2 separate regions of the Mus musculus genome follow, and region 1 is linked to region 2. A link is a contact called in public HiChIP or PLAC-seq data. All regions are on one chromosome and are shown on one strand. The core of a region is the stretch at or near the end of the contact, and the rest is flanking DNA. Distances in the headings are between cores, read along the strand shown.

Evidence for each region. HiChIP or PLAC-seq counts read pairs in DNA pulled down with a chosen protein or histone mark.
Region 1: an H3K27ac HiChIP or PLAC-seq map of microglia shows a contact between it and region 2, with 4 times the contacts expected there. The contact joins the promoter of Ccl4 here to the enhancer-like site in region 2. A contact is called at or near these places in 12 of 39 promoter capture datasets (the C10 cell line, the HPC-7 cell line, cranial neural crest and 8 more), 6 of 484 Hi-C or Micro-C datasets (CD8 T cells, the G1E-ER4 cell line, bone marrow-derived macrophages and 2 more), 6 of 115 datasets of contacts at active chromatin or transcription factors (the HPC-7 cell line, acute myeloid leukemia, bone marrow-derived macrophages and 3 more) and 3 of 9 other capture datasets (adipose tissue, embryonic stem cells and liver).

The regions. Positions count from the first base shown.
Region 1 is chr11:83,659,415-83,665,073 of GRCm38.p6, reverse strand. Ccl4 (chemokine (C-C motif) ligand 4) reads right to left here and starts at 2,490. Exons shown (of 3, transcript NM_013652.2): 1 at 2,336-2,490; 2 at 1,501-1,615; 3 at 391-780. The coding sequence starts at 2,411. The coding sequence ends at 693.
Region 2 is chr11:83,546,987-83,552,660 of GRCm38.p6, reverse strand. No RefSeq gene overlaps it. Among named protein-coding and RNA genes, the nearest start is that of Ccl5, 19 kb to the right of the region's middle. Within about 2 kb of position 1,835, at least 95 of the 459 cell types and tissues checked have an H3K27ac peak or open chromatin away from gene starts, as enhancers often do. A contact at or near this core is called in CD8 T cells, the G1E-ER4 cell line, the HPC-7 cell line and 6 more, where this site is marked.

The DNA.
Region 1 (5,659 bases), core at 1,241-3,740, 110 kb before region 2:
CTTTTATTAGATATTTTCTTTATTTACATTTCAAATGTTATCCTGAAAGTTCCCTGTACCCTCCCTCCACCTTGCTCCCCTACCCACCCACTCCCACTTCTTGGCCCTGGCATTCCCCTTTACTGGGGTATACTTTACAAGACCAAGGGGCCTCTACTCCCAATGATGGCTGACCAGGCCATCTTCTGCAACCTATGCAGTGAGAGACTCGAGTTCTGGAGGTACTGGTTAGTTCATATTGTTGTTCCACCTATCAGGTTTGGCAGAATTTTTGAGAGCACATAGCCAAGAGCACTTGTAAGGGTCTCAGCATTTACTCAGTAACTGTGGTTTATACCTAATAGCACCAGGTGGTTTCAACCTAAATCAGAATCAAGGCAAAATCACAACTATATCTTAAAGAAAGATTTATTATGAAAATGCATGAAATCAATTTCACAGTCATATCCACAATAGCAGAGAAACAGCAATGGTGGACCATCTCCATGGGAGACACGCGTCCTATAACTAAAACATAAATAATAGAAATAATACTCCCCCAAAAAAACAAAACAAAGTCTACACAGAGATTTAAATTAAGAAGAGGGGCAGGAAATCTGAACGTGAGGAGCAAGGACGCTTCTCAGTGAGAAGCATCAGGGCTGAGGAGGCCTCTCCTGAAGTGGCTCCTCCTGCCCTGCCGCTGGAGCTGCTCAGTTCAACTCCAAGTCACTCATGTACTCAGTGACCCAGGGCTCACTGGGGTTAGCACAGATCTGTCTGCCTCTTTTGGTCAGGAATCTGTAAAAGAAAGAGAGCACAGATGAGAACCCCATGGGACCTTAGAGGACATCTACCACTGTCCTTTGCCTCAAGACATATGCCTATGCCTTTGAAATCAAGCCATAGAGACAAACACATTTAAACCAGAGAGAAAGCTCATTCAATATCTGACTTCCAGTCCACCATCTCCCTCTATTGGCTGTTAATTCTTAAGGAAACAGACGCTTAAGGACTAATGACTGTCTGATAGACTCTATTTAACAGCAGACTTGGAAATCATGTTCTGCTTGACCATTGTTTGTATGGGTAGCCATAGTACATCATCCTTTCTGGATGACCCTACATTAGACCCCCTATAACTCTGACCCATAGGTGTAGCTGCAGCCTCAGGGGTTCCCTATATTAGAAAACAACAGGCTTGATAATCAATATGAATATGTCTCCCAATTTTTCAAATGCCCTTTCTACATGCTCTTCTAACATAGTTTAAGCAATCTATCTAAATAGTATGTATGCGTCATCTTCTGTTTTCTAGTTCCGTAGCGTGTAGCAACTTCCTCCCCAAAAGCCATTCCTGACTCCACACTTTACTGCCCATCCAGCAGCCACCAGAACCCCATGACCTCACTGTTCTTTGGCAGAGCTTCAACCCTTAGAATTGACCCCCGTCAGTTAGATAACATTTTCACCTGAACCTGGCCCTTTTCGAATCTTGCCCTCATCCCAATGTGTACTTACACCACAGCTGGCTTGGAGCAAAGACTGCTGGTCTCATAGTAATCCATCACAAAGCTTCTGTGAAGCTGCCGGGAGGTGTAAGAGAAACAGCAGGAAGTGGGAGGGTCAGAGCCCACTGGAAGGAAAAGTGAGGGTAAGGTCAAAACTGTACCAGGCACTGTTCATTATAAATCTTCATTGAGCATTCTTATGGACTACTGGAACCCAAAACATGGTCCCTGAAATCTATGGTCATCCACCCAGAATGAGACTTCTTTTTCTTTTTAATTAATTAACTAATTGATTAATAAACTTTTATTTATTTATATGAGTGCACTGCAGCTATCTTCAGACACACAGTAGAAGAGTGCGTCGGATCCTATTACAGATGGTTGTGAGCCACCATGTGGTTGCTGGGAATTGAACTCAGGTCCTCTGGAAGAGCAGTCAGTGCTCTTAACCATTGAGCCATCTCTCCAGCCCAGAATGATATTTCTACTCTAACTAGATACTTCTCTAAGAAGAAGGGGAAAGAAATCTAGAAGATTGAAACTAGATCAAAACTCAGAACACCTCTCAATTGCTTCATATTAAAGGTGGGGAAATCAAGGCATAAAGACAAACAAGTTTAAACCAGAGAGAAAGCTGATTCAATATCTGACCATTGGCTGTGAAGGATTCCCTCTTTTGGGAGCTTAAGGATTAATGGCTGTCTGGAAGATTCCATGTTTAACAACAGACTTGGGAATCTTCCCAGCTCCCTCTGGTTCCCCTGCCCAAGCCTGACTATTGAGCTGACCCCAGTTGGAAGACTGGACTAGGTGGGGGCTGGAAGCAGCTGGAAGAGTCAACTTACTTGGTGCTGAGAACCCTGGAGCACAGAAGGCAGCCACGAGCAAGAGGAGAGAGAGGGCAGACACGCAGAGCTTCATGGTGTTGCTCGGGGTTAGGTTTGCACAGAGCTGGGACTGCAGGGCCCAGAAGCTTCAGAAGCTGGCCGAGTGCTGTGCTGATCTGAGTTGGGAACCCCTCTTTATAGGGACTCTGGGGCCTAAGACAAGGGTTGGGGTTGCAGGAAGGAAAACGGAATCTCATGAGTAAAGATGATGTCATGGCATCGAGAAAGAAACTGAAGTTGGCTGAAAGTGAGGAGTTCCTGACAGACTGTCTTCCCCCCAGCAGTGACATCACGGAAGAGAAAGGAGGGAGATGGAGTGGAGAAGTGGGGTGCATGTTGGAGGGGGAAGTGGTACACCAAAGATAGTGACTGGGGCAGAGAAGGGGGGTTGTGAACCCGAGAGGAAGGATGCAATGTTCACACCTGCCACAAAGGCTTGTGGATAAGAAGTCACTTCACTTGGGGGTCGGCACCTCCAGGCAGTGGAGCCTTCAAGTCAATCTTTCCAGGTGGCTGTGATTTCCAGAACAAACATAGGGTGTGACCACAAGAGAGAAGATATTGACCACTCCAGACTCTTCCACACACAGAAATACCATTCAATCAGCATCATTCAGAAGAGTTGGTTTAGCCTATCTAGAACAAGGACAGGAGAGGAAAAAATAGAGATTTCAGGACATTTTATTGGAATAAGAGAAACAGTTTGAAAGTTTGAAAGACCCAATGAATGTTCTAGTATAAATAAGGATTGATACCTAGTGATAGTGTTTGCTGCAGACAAAATGTGTAGCCAACCTAAGCATATGGGTGTTTCCCAGCCAGTCCCTAGGAACATTTCTCATGTTCCTAGCTGCTGGGGACCTGTGTAGAAGATGCAGTCTACCAAGACTGGGGGTCGGGGGACAGTCAAACTCAAAGTAAGGCAAATGAAGGAAACTGGATGGTGGACCCAAGATCTCGCTCACCTTTAGCTCAATTATCCTGACTCACCTGCTTACCCTAGACCTCACACTGCAACATGCCCCTCTCAGAAACAGAAAACAAAGAGTAAAAAACAAGGGAGCCAGGTCTCCTCAGTGCTTCCAAGTTAAAAGCTGGAAAAGACAGAGCAGTGCCCTGGGTTGCTTCACAGTCATTTCACAGAGCACAAGTTTATCCTCCCTCATTGGTCCTCTTTTCCCAGTGCACAGACTGCACCCACCCCTCTGCTACACTTTCTGTCCTCAGCCTCATCGCCCAGGTCTTGTGTTCTGTGTTCCCTGCTGCACACAAGCTAGTCTTTCTGATGAGCTTTCTGGGTTGATGGAGAGTCACACTCACACATCAAGAATGTGTGTCTTTGGGCTCTTAGGTCCTCATGGACTTCATTTCCCATGGCAGTTCAGTTCAGCCTAACTTCCTGCTCATCCTCTGTTTGTCAGAGCACAGGCAGTGGAATAAAACCTCATTGGTCCCTCAAGGAGACCTTAGCCTATTGATGGCATGGACAGTGATAGAACGTCCCGTGAGGTGAAATAAGGTGACACATGAGAGGTGACACACAAGGTGTCAGGGAGTCTGAGAATGAAGGTTATCCTTCATGTGTAGGTAGAAAGTTCCAAGTAAGGTCAAAGTTCACTGGGCTAAGGAGGAGCCTCTGCCTACATTAGCCTGTGTCTTTATCACCTTTTGGTGGAGGGCTATGGAGCCACCTGCTCTGGGGCACTGGGGATGGTAGATGGAAATGGATGATTGATCTGTGATGAGGAGTCTTGTTGTAAGTAGAGCATCCTCAGAGAAGGTGAAGACCATTCCAGAAGTTTAGTTCAGACTATATCACACTGTCTTCATATTACAGATGGGAAAAAAAAAACAAAAAAAAAACAGGGCACCAGGAGGATCCTCTTAAACCTGTAGTGTTGTGGGTCAGAGCCCATGGGCAGCATGACTTTAAGCTGGTTCTTTCTTCCAGTGGTTGTTTACTCACAGAAAGTGGGAACTCAAGTTATAGGACAGTCTACAGGGTACCAGAGGGTAGTAGACTCTTGGGAGACATTAAAGATCCACGGAGGAAGCAGAGGTGTCCGTGTGGACAGCCTGGCATCTCCCTGGGACAGTATGAGGGTTAAGATGTTAAGGGGAATCACTGAGCATTGGGGGCCAAGAGTGAGTGCATGCTTGAAACTAGAGTGCTAGTAGAGGGCAAAAGCTGAGATGGGGAAGCCAAGGTAGCTGGGACACAGAGCCATTTTGCTAAGACAATAAGCCAAGAAGCGGTATTGCCAGTGCAGTATCTCAGTCACTTTGGGAGAAATGGGAGCAAACACTGAATAGTGGATGGAAGAGACAAGTAGATGGTTATGCAGAGCGAAGGTTCTGAATGGCATCTGTAGCAGAGGGTGCCAGCTGAAGCAGCTCATTAGCAACTGCTAGACTCTGGCCACCAGACCGTAGTCACCAGCCACAGCCTATTCCTTGGCTGTCCCAGGTAGAGGGCAGTGACTTCAGAGCATGTTAAATTCCTGAGTGAAACATCCAATCTCACCAGTATCTGGAAACTTCCTGCATTTCTTACGAAGCCCCTTTCTTTGGTTGATGCTTGTACATGTGTTTCTATCCCCTTCCCAGTCAAATGAGAGGAGAGAGAAGGGGAGGGAAGAGATATGACAGGGTTAGGAGGAATTAAGGGTAGATAGGATGTATACATGTGTCAAATTATCAAAGAATAAATAAGAGAGAAAAATCTGAACTCTGAACTTTTAAAAGAAAATTACATTGGTTTGTTTCCCGTCTACCAAAAAAAAAAAAAAAATGTGCAGTTGCTGTAAAATTTCTAGAAACTACTGAAAGACACGTATCTTCAAATCCTTAAGATTTAGGATGACTTAGAATTCTCTATCATTATGTACTGGATTTTAGTTGTTAATACTTAACATTCTTTCTCAACTCAGCCTGCCTTCACGTTGCTAGTTAATATCTGTCAGGGGTGTTAAAGACTTAGTCATTAACTGAGACACACATTGAGGAATCTATGCCATTCCATTGTCTGGAAGTACTAACACTTGTATTTAAGGATTCTACTACTTAGGTAGCTCTGTCCATTCGACTGTTTTGAACTTTTCTCTAAATTGAGCTGAGCACTGAGGGTGATGAGCGAGGCAGAAAGTGGGTACTGATTACTCGGGCAAAAATAAAAAGACCTGTGCTTTGATAAGTGAGATGCATTTATTGCATCCTGTTTCACAGTAGGGCAACTAAAGACAATGATAATAGACTGTATATTTCAACAGAGCTAGAAGAAAA
Region 2 (5,674 bases), core at 586-3,085:
TAGGCCATGGGAAAAACCTACTACTACTACTACTCTGTTAAATAAACATAGTCATAAAACGAGCCCTAATGACATATTGCTATAGCCATAGATTAGCGCGCCACTCAACTCCTCAGAGAGGCTTCTGGAAGTAGATGGTAATTAAAACAGAGGCTCACAGTGTGGGAAGCCATTGCAGAGTGGCAGTTACAGAGTGGCAGTTACAGAGTGGCAGTTACAGAGGGGCAGTTACAGAGTGGCAGTTACAGAGTGGCAGTTACAGAGTGGCAGTTGGCTACTGCTGGCCACCACACATACACAGGCAGTAAAGGTTCTTTTGCCAAGATGAGGTTTTGAGAATTAACCAAAGTTAACCAATCAGATGAGAGACAAGTTAACCAATCAGATGTGAGACACGCCTCTCCTAGGCATATATAAGCAGCACCAGTTCTGGGCTTGGGGTCTCTTTGCCTCTGCAATCAAGCTCTCCCAATAAACGTGTGCGGAAGGATCCTGTTGCAGCGTCGTTCTTCCTGGCCAGTCAAGCGCGCGCAAGATCACAGCTGGACAACATGCAAACAGTGAAAGGATCGGAGTCAGCACAGGAACACCGAGACCAAGTCCTCAGCACAAAGGAGATTTATTTACCTCAGAGGGACAGAGGGCAGGGAATAAGAGACAAGGACATGAGATAGAGAATAAGGGAGAAGGGGAAAAGAACAAGGGAGAGGAGGGAAGGGGTATTTGCCCCAGAGGGCCAAATGACTGCCTCTGGCTAAAGAGGAGACAGAAGTAGCCCATAGGTAAATGACAGTTCATAAAGGGAAAAGGGGAAACCCTGAGTTAGGACGACTTGGCAGGTGTGGTGGCTTGAATATGTTTGGCCTAGGGAGTGGCAGTATTAGGTGGTGTGGCCTTGTTAGAGTGGGTGTGGTATTGTTGGAGAAAGTGTGCCACGGTGCGGGTAGGCTTGGAGACCCTCCTCCTAGCGACGTGGGAGCCAGTCTTCTGTTTGCCTTCAGAACAAGATGTAGAACTCTCAGCTCCTCCAGCACCATGCCTGCCTGGATGCTGCCATGCTTCATGTCATGATGATAATGGAAACTTAGAACCAGTAAGCCAGCCCTAATTCAATTAAACCCTAATTAAATGTTCTTTATAAGAGTTGCCCTGTCATGGTGTCTCTTTACAGCAGTAAAAACCTAACTAAGAGAGTAGGTTGTTGTTGGTTTTTTTTTTTGTGGGGGGGGGGGGGGGGTTTCGAGACAGGGTCTCTCTGTATAGCCCTGGCTGTCCTGGAACTCACTTTGTAGACCAGGCTGGCCTCGAACTCAGAAATTCGCCTGCCTCTGCCTCCTGAGTGCTGGGATTAAAGGCGTGCGCCACCACGTCCAGCTTTTCTCTGCTTTTCATTATGACTCTCTCTCTCTCTCTCTCTCTCTCTCTCTCTCTCTCTCTCTCTCTCTCTCTCTCTCTCTCTCTCTGTTTTGCTTTCAATACATCCCGACCACAGTTTCCCTTCTCTCCACTCCTTCCTCTCTCCCTAACTCCACCTCCCCTCTCCCCTAACTCCACTCCTCTTCTAGTTCTCTTTAGGAAAGAGCAGACCTCCTGGAATATCCTCTGAACATGGCCTAAAAGACACAGTAAGTCCAGGCATGACCCCTCATGTAAGGGCTGGGTGAGACAGCCCAATAGGAGGAAAGGGTCCCAAGAGTGAGAGATGAGAGTGTCAGAGACACCCCACTCCCATTGCTAGGGGTCCCACAACAACACCGAGCTAACAGCCACGTATCATATATGTAGAGGACCTAGTGCAGAAGAGCCACGCAAGCTCCACGATCGCTGCTTCAGTCTCTGTGAGCCTCCATGAGCTCTGCTTTGTTGAATGGCTTGCCTCTTTAGCCGGGTGTCTTGAGAGCTTGTTGGGGTAACCGGGATCCAGGCTTTGACCTTAAAAATCTCTAGTAATGTGACATCAATTAAAGCTGCCATTGAGGGTAGATATAATTCGTTAAAACCTTAGTAGAAACTATGTGGTATTTCTGGACAGTGGCCCAAAGGAAGGAACCTGGAGCAACAGTCACCACTGGAGAATAGAGGGGAACCACAGAAAAGAGAAGCCAACAGAGGGGAAATCCCAAATTCTTTGTACACACTTAGTCTAAGCTTCTGGCTTGAACCAAACAAACTTCAGTTAGACTGAAAGCATTTGGCAGCGAAAGAAATAGACCAAGATCTGAGCCGCTATCCACGACAGGGTGCAGTTTGAACCCGAGCTTGTGGTCTGGTGAGACAAAGACAGAAACTCATCAGAGCAGTGCGGTAGAATCTCCAGAGTCACCACCATACTCACAGAGTCACCCCCATACTCACTTGTCCAAGATAAGATCCAAAATGACTCAACAGGAAGTGAGACCCAACCTCAAGCAACAGAGATAAGGGCATCACCAGGGAGGAACTATAAAGCTGTAAGAAACAAAAGCCCAGCCAGTGAGATGGCCCAGGGGGTTGAAACGCTTGCCCCCAGGCCTAACAACCTGAGTTCCATCCCTAGAGCTCTCATGATGGAAGGAGAGAAATCAACTTTTGAAAATTATCCTCTGACTTCCACATGCTGTGCTATACAAATAAATAACTGTGAAAAACCACTCTTACTTCTGAAGCCTACCATAGACCTGCTTGAGTGATTTAAAAATATAGACTGGGCTTTAATGCATTGCTCATCCAGGAAAACAAATGCTGAGTAGCCTGCCCCACTGCCAATCACCCCCCCCCCCACGTCAGACTCCAGTATCAATGTTCTTCAGGTGGGTTACACACAGAAGTCACGAAACACAGCACAGGCAAGGATGGAAGCCAGAGAGCTATGTGCTGCCTTCGCACACATCTCCCACAAGGCACTGGTGTACAGCACAAGAGTGCGTATCACACAAACCTCAGTTCAAATCCCAGCCCCATCACTCAGGACATAAAGGCTAGCAACTGCAAACCCCCAGTGTACAAAAGGATTCATCTCACTTGACCCCAGGTCGCACCCTCTAAACCTGACCTGAGCTCTACTAATCGTGGCCAAAAGAGCTAGTGTGCTGAAGACCAGCAGGCCAGCCAAGGCCTACCTTTCTGTGGTGCTAACAGAGACACTGAGAGATGCAGTCTCGTCTGTGCATGTACTTAACTAGCCGATTGACCAAACCAAGAGTCATGGCTGAGTCTTGAATCACAAGTGAAAAGAGTGGATGTACTAGTCAGTTGCTGAGAGGCGTGATAAATTGGAACCCTGATCTATTTACCACAGGGAAATCTGTTACGTTCTGGGAAAATCTGTTATGTTCTCAGTTTCACTGTCCCCAATCTTGAAAATAGTCCCTAGATGACAAGCTTGTGGAGTGAAGTTTCAATACAGATAAACAGGCTGCAGGACATATCACTCCAGGGGATGCTATCCCAAACAGACCTCTTTGGCACAAGGATTACCTTGTTGTTATTATTTTGGGGAACAGCAGGCACAGGTGGACAAGAAAAGGACCCTTTTGTAAGAGAAATTCACAGCTAGACAAGAGAAACTCTATACACGGGGGGCGGGGGGCATATCTCTGTATCAGAATACCTAATCAACAGAGAAACACCAGCGTAAAGCTGCATTTCAACTTACAATTCCCAGGTCACACTCCATCACTGGGGGAAGTCAGGGCAGGACCTGGGGGCCTCTCAGGGGTGCTGGTACCAGCTAGCTCTTTGTGCTTGCTCAGCCTGATTTCTTTCTTTTTAAAAATATTATTTATTTATTTATTATTCATTTTCTGTGTATGGGTGTTTTGTCTGCGTGCATGTATGTCTGTGCACTGTGTGCTTGCCTGGTGCCTGGCAACTGGAGTTGCAGGTGGTTATGAGATGAGCCCTGGGACTTAAGCCTGGGTTCTCTGGAAGCCCAGCCAGGGCTCTTACCACTTACCTATCTCTCTAGCCCTTCAGCTGTTTTCTTAGAACAGGTCATGACCACCTGCCCAGTGGTGGCGTGCCTGGGGATGTCCTCCTCTCTCACATCAATTATTAATCAAGGCAATATACTCCAACAGACTTGCCTACAGGCCAGTCTATGGAGGCATTTTCTCGACTGAGAATCTTTCTTCTCAGATAACTCTAACTTGTGTCAAGTTGGCATCAAACTAACTAACACACTTGTGTACTGCAAAGCTTGCAGCCCAGAGTCTACTGCAAAAAGGTAAATTAACATAACAAAAGCAGAGGCTGGAGAGATGGGCTCCGCAGTTAAGAACACTGGCAATTCTTCTAGAGGATCATGGTTCAATTCCCAGCACTTACACGATCCAGAGACATACACGGAGGCAAGATACCTACACATAAAATAGTAATAAAATATTACAGAGATGGTATGGTTTAGAAAAAAAACAAGAGAATGTAAATATATTTAATCTAACTGCTATATGACCTAGAGCCTTCAGAATAAAAACTAGGGAAAATTATGTTTTCGTGGACAGCATGCAGAAGTCCCAGTAAGGGACAAAAGCCCATGCTGTAGGAAGTCACAAATGAGACAAGCACAGACTTAAAGCTGTGTGTGCTGGTTCTTCTTGGCCTCTGGGTCTGCGAGAAGCTCCTCTGGAATGAGGGTCTGCCCTTTTTCATCAGAGGAGAAGGCAGGGGAAAGGGCAGAGACTCACCTTCTGACTACTGTGGTTTCCTCCGTTTCCTGAGATCACAATTCTACAGATTGTGTGTGTGTGTGTGTGTGTGTGTGTGTGTGTGTGTGTGTGTGTGTGTGTGTGTGCTGCAGTGCCACATTTTGGGATAGTGTATTCCATGCACAATCAGAATCATGTTCTCAAGTGTGACCAGCCTGGGATACATTCAACCCTGTTTCAAAATAAAAAGAATTCAGAGTAGGCTTCCTTGGAAAATCCTGGTTTGGAATCCCATGTAGTTACAGTCAAATTCATACTCTCTCTCTCTCTCTCTCTCTCTCTCTCTCTCTCTCTCTCTCTCTCTTCTCTTCTCTTCTCTTCTCTCTTCTCTCTTTTCTCTCTTTCTCTCTCTCTCTCTCTCTTTCTTCCTCCCTCCTTCCCCTCTACCCCTAAAAAGTTTCTCCAGTATGGTAGTCTTAAGACAACCAGACTTCAACATCTGGGAAAACCAGAATGCCAGTGCCACCTCAAATGGAAGACACATCAGCACACTGTGGGTGTGCAAACATCAGCACACTGTGGGTGCTTTAGAAGCGTCGCATCTCAGTTCGTGTGTGGATAGGAACATAATACAGTATCTCACATGAGTTGCTTTATTTTAAATAAGACAAAGTATTCGAGGCACAGAACATACTGCCATAGTTCTAGCTCTGTGTGACTTTAATTTAATTAACTTCAGTGTGCACTGACGACATAGTCTATAACATAGATACAGCCATTGGACCCCTGCCATGGGGCTATTGCAGGAGCTAAATGGGATGATCGATATAAAACCCTACGTAGTGTCTTTGGAGTACTAAATCAATGCTCAGCCAATTCCAGCACTTTTTTTTTTTTTTTTTTTTTTTTGGTTTTTCGAGACAGGGTTTCTCTTTGTAGCCCTGGCTGTCCTGGAGCTCACTTTGTAGACCAGGCTGGACTTGAACTCAGAATTCCGCCTGCCTCTGCCTCCCGAGTGCTGGGATTAAAGGTGTGCGCCACCACGCCCA